Regions from separate parts of the Mus musculus genome. Here region 2 is linked to region 1. Evidence: chromatin contacts called from public promoter capture Hi-C data. All regions are on one chromosome and are shown on one strand. The core of a region is the stretch at or near the end of the contact, and the rest is flanking DNA. Distances in the headings are between cores, read along the strand shown. Region 1 holds the start of Fahd2a (fumarylacetoacetate hydrolase domain containing 2A). Region 2 holds the start of Pdyn (prodynorphin).

Region 1 (2,516 bases), core at 8-2,507:
AAACCAAAACCAAAAAAAAAAAAAAAAAAAAAAAAAAAAAAAAAAAAGCCTCACTGGGAAAAAATAAGAGGAATCTAATAAAAGCCTGTGCTTCTTCCTGGGGCAATGGAAGCCTCGGATGCTCTGTCTGGACCTTGATTCACTTAGGAGGCTCCTTCTCAGAGTCCCCTTTACATTTTCATAGGCCAGAGGACTCGGGGTGTGGTTGTAGAGGATGTTTCCACCCGAATGCCTGCTGCCTGGACTTGCCCATCACCCCACACACACCCTTTTCCCCCTAAAATAAGGTTCGTGAAGAACAGGGTGCTGCTACAAGTAGGTGAAGTTGGTGAGCCCTGACAAGCCTAAAAAGTAGACAGGCCACCATCTGTCTTCACTGTGTGCATTAAAGAAAAAATGGTGAAAAGCTGGCTACGACTTTGCCAATGTGGTCACACTGGAAAGAAAAGAGAAAAGACAAGAAAGGAAAGGGGAAAAGGTTCAGTGACTCCCCAAAGTCCATCTTTGGAGTCCCGACATGAGGTTCAGATTCTCAAATAGAAAGCAAGTGGTGTACATAACTAAGCAGTCTTGGTCAAGGTGTGGTCTTGCCGGTTATTGATCCACCATTATCTCAGTTCCAGTCTATCCCACAAGATAGTCTGACCAGTTGCCAAATCTGTGATATAGCTTACTGGGTGACAAAACTCCTCCTCTAGCTGGCACACACAAGCTTCAGTCTTTTCTTTCCCCCAGCACACAAGATTCATGGGGGAAAGCCCAGTAGCTGAAGGAAGGACACAAGTGTCTTTTGCCTTCAGAATCGCTTCATACCTGCCAAGACAACTAAATAAGTGGTTGGACGAGCCCTTACTGGCTCAGGAGCCATCATGGGCAAAATCACTCCTAGCCTTTATGTTTTCTCCACGAATACAACACATATAGACATCCCTGTCCTTGGTGGGTCAACATTAGAGCACAAAACTACTTGTTACTGTCTACCAGAGTGCTTCCTGGACAACTATGAGTAGGTGCCTGGCCCAGAAGCAGCGCCTGGCCAGAATTAGAAGCTCAAAGGTCGGATGCGCTCTCTCCGAGCCTGGGTATCCCAGGGTCACCCTGGAGCCAGCCACGGTCTCCCCAAATGCACACACTAGGCACCTGCTGGAAGTTCTGTGGCTAAAAGAAGTACCTAACAGCAGGAGGGCGGACTTCCGGGAGGAAGCAGGTGTCCTCCTGGTGGCGACAGCTTCGTGACGTCACCATATCGCGACTGCGAAGGGGCGGTCCCTATATTCCTTGGAGAAGAGTTAAGTGCTTGCAGCGGTACTGGCTGTGGCTTCTCCGCCCTCCCCTCTTGTCCTGCGGCTCCGCAGGCGTCCGCTGACAGCGCAGGAAGCCGGACAAGTCCGGCTGCAACGACCAGGTAAACTGAGGCTAGGCCAACTCAGAGGGAGTTGAACCGGACGTTGGGAGCCGAGTGGCTGACCTCGGTTCCCAGATCAGCAGGGTCACACGCACGGCGCAGCGCCTCAAGCTGCCCATTGCTGTGCTGTTTGCTAAGGGACCTTTGTGCTGCGAGTCATAGTGATTCGAGAGAATGAAATAACCTGTGAGCGCCCGTCACAGATTCATCATCAGCGGGGCTTAGAGTTATCAGAGAGCAGGTGTTCTGCCTTACCTCCACGGCCATGACCATGGGCTGGTAGCAGTTAGGACCTGAGAGGAGTAGGCAGGATTGAAACTAGATTATCTTGCTTGAGAAGTATCTTGCTTTTGAATTAAGAACTTCAATGTCATCTAGACATGGATTCAAATGCCAATTTTCTTTTAGCTGTAAGACCCTTGAACCTTAGGCAAACCAAACCCCTCTTACCCTATCCAAGCCTTGGCTTGTTCATCTGTAAAACTGGACCAGCAGCACCTGCCAAGCCACCGTCAAGAGAATTATAGTAGACCTCACAAGTGAGACACTTGGCTTTCCCTGGGACAGTACTGTTTTAGTGTATGGTGTGACTGGTCACATATGCTGGACCAGCCTTTGGACTGTGGCATGGCGGTACTTGTGTAAAACGACAGAGCAGGAGATGGAAAGCCTTTGGTTTTCTGGCCAGACTTGCAAGCTGGCACTCTGGTGATCCTGAACAGGGTAGGTTGGCTCAACCAGGTGAGGACCAAGAGCCCTGAACTGACGGAGCTACGTCTAGCAGTCTCTCTCATTTTTAGTATAAAGACGTGTGTGTGTGTGTGTGTGTGTGTGTGTGCGTGTGCGTGTGCGCGTACGCGTACTTTAGTCTTTGAGACAGAGTTTTTCATTGGCCTGAAACTCAACAATTAGGCTAGACTGGCTGGCTAGCAAGCCCCAGGAATCTACCTGTCTCCACCTATCCGGCACTGGGATTACAAGCATAGACCACTGTGTACAAACTTTTTTATGTGGGTTCTGGGGATTTAACTGATCTTCAGGCTTTCAGTGGAAACATTTTACCAGCCATGCTGTCTTCCTAGCCCCACACTGGTTTTAAAAGAAAGCTATC
Region 2 (2,516 bases), core at 5-2,504, 2.3 Mb before region 1:
GGGTTCTTTCCCCCATTCTACAGATAAGCAGATTGAGGCTGAACCCACTCACTTGACTTAGGGCTCTGCACAGATGGGTGGCAGAGGCAGAGACCAAGCTGACACATCCAATGTTACTACTAGCTGTAGCTGTCATCGACCTTGTTCAGGTAAACAGATCAAGTCACAGACACTGTAGAACCAAGTCCTCAGAGTGGGCGTTTGTCCAGTAGATGATGGGAAGGACCAGATCCATCTAGGTCTGGGTGATGACTTGCTGTGTTCTGTGTCCAGTTTCTAAGCTCTCCAGCCTCTGCCTCTGCGCCTGGCCAGAATGTGAGGATTAAAGTTGATGTCTTTGCTCACTGCCTGGTGCAACCCAGGTGTTCATGACACGGACTGCCCAGCCAGCCTCTGCTATCCCCCCCCCCCCACAAGGTGAACATCTCTGCAGCTGACTACAGAGACAAGCATGTTTCCTTCCAAACTCAGAGACATGGGTATTCTGGGAGGTGTTTGCAGCCATCCTTGTTTGTGAGAACCAGGGGCTGCCAGAGAAAACTGAATATTGAACGGCAGCCTCTGGTTGAGGAAAGGCAGTGTCTGGCATCAACTCAGACAGGTGCCCAAGTCACCTGGCACTCTCAGGCAAATGTACACTCATATGCATGCTAGTGTGTGTGTGTGTGTGTGTGTGTGTGTGTGTGTGTGTGTGTGTCCCTGCCAACATGGAGCTGAATGTTCCTCTTCTATAACCAAGACCTCTGCTTTGAACACTTCAGCATATCCTTTGGTTCCCTATATTTTGAGACAGCCTTTGTTTCTTGCATTCCTCCTCCTCCGACCCCCTGTTCCTCTTTTTCTCCTGATCTTTGATAGCCTCTGTGGCTGTGGCTCTTTCTCTTTTCCTCTTACTTTGCCTAGGCTTCCTTGTGCTTCAGACATGCCTCTCTCTGTTTCCATTCTCTGATTCTCAACTTTTTTTTGCCTTTCTATTGGACTCTCTGCGCCTCTCTCTGTCTCCTCCTATCTCTGCCTTTCCCCCACCTTTGTCTCTGTTTTCCTGTGACACTCTCCTGGAGATGCTGAAAAGTGGCCGCATTGAAAGTGACAAACAGCGCTACACCAGAATCCACCCCCGGGCTTCGCGAAAGCATCCTCCTCCACACCCACATCACCAGGAGCAGCTATTGTGTCTCACTCGGGCCCAGGGAGTTGAGTGGAAGGACCCGGGGGTCTGAGCGTTGACTGCTCTGCCACTCCCCCATTGGCTCCTGGCAGCCTGTGCTCTGTGAGCGAGCGCTGAGAGGGCTGAGCGACAGGGGGAGACTCTCATCTATAAAAGGGGAATAAGGCTCCAGAACTGCCATAGGGGGATTTGGTAGCCCTCGTCGCTTCCTCTGTGGCACTTCTCTGAGCTAGAGTCAGGGTACCTTCTGAATCTTGGATCGGCCACCCTACCACCTGATCAGCCAGAAGCCTGCCAGGGACAAAGCAGTAAGCAGGTAAGATCCGCAGGGCGCTCAGGCTCTCTGGCTTTATGCATGTGCTCCTGGTGCTATGCAGGGGCGCCGGTGGGAGCTTGGACGGGGGAAGTTAGGTTTGGGTCTGGTTACTCAGCACAGGGAAATCATAGTTTCAAGGTGAGCTTACAGAAGCTCAGAGAGTCCAAAGAGCTGCCTGTCCTCTGGAAACCATGCCCTGAACAGTCCTGGCGCCCACAGGTGCTAGCGGGGCTTCGCCTCTGCCACACAGCAGTCCCCACACTAGTTTTCAGGATCTGAGGAGAAGGTGGTAGCCTGAGTGGAAAACTGAGAGGTTTCACTAATTAGCATGATCTTAAAGGTCAACGTTCTCACTGGACTTAGCTTACACAGGTTGGGAACGTTAATGAGGTTCAGGACTCGGCATTTGCCAAGTACCGATCTGCACCATCAATGCATAAATAAGTGCCGTCCTTTTTCACTCTTTTTGAATCACGTTTAATCTCTGACAAGGTGCTGATTTGAGTGGCTTCCTTTGATTTCACTCAGAATGAAGTCTGGGGTTGTTTGGTTGAAAGGGAACTAGAAAGGAAAGCAAGAGCTCGGCTGGATACCCAGTCTGAGGGGGACTTCCCATGTCAATTTCACTGTGAAAGGACTTGTTGCTTTCCTGTAAATCACAGTCACGCTACCGCTGGAGGCAGCTAAGTTAGGCTGGTGGAGGCTCTTTTGAGGAAAGTCACCCGCTCTCTGATAGCAATGCTCATGTTTAAAGAAAGTGCTGTAGAACCCCAAAGTTTGACATCAGCAAAAAGCTGGCGAGCTTCAGAGACGGCGACTGTAGTCACCTCCATGATTGAACAGTAAATTCTGTGTCTTGTCACTTTTCCCTGTGTGTGTGTGTGTTTTCTGAGAACCTCTCAAGATTTACAAGTATCCCTTAATAAAGCCTCCGAGCTCTTTAGGTTATTGGATCTGGTTTCGAGTACCCTCCCACAGAGAGCAAACCTTCATTATCACCCTTCTGCCAAGGGTTGGTGAAATACACACTGA

Evidence for each region. Promoter capture Hi-C pulls out the DNA fragments that hold promoters and counts their contacts.
Region 2: a contact with region 1 is called in a promoter capture Hi-C map of hippocampal neurons, with 2.1 times the contacts expected there. The contact joins the promoter of Pdyn here to the promoter of Fahd2a in region 1. A contact is called at or near these places in 2 of 39 promoter capture datasets (hippocampal neurons and liver).

Annotation. Positions count from the first base shown.
Region 1 is chr2:127,443,306-127,445,821 of GRCm38.p6, reverse strand. Fahd2a (fumarylacetoacetate hydrolase domain containing 2A) reads left to right here and starts at 1,257. Exons shown (of 8, transcript NM_029629.2): 1 at 1,257-1,405.
Region 2 is chr2:129,698,676-129,701,191 of GRCm38.p6, reverse strand. Pdyn (prodynorphin) reads left to right here and starts at 1,254. Exons shown (of 4, transcript NM_018863.4): 1 at 1,254-1,484.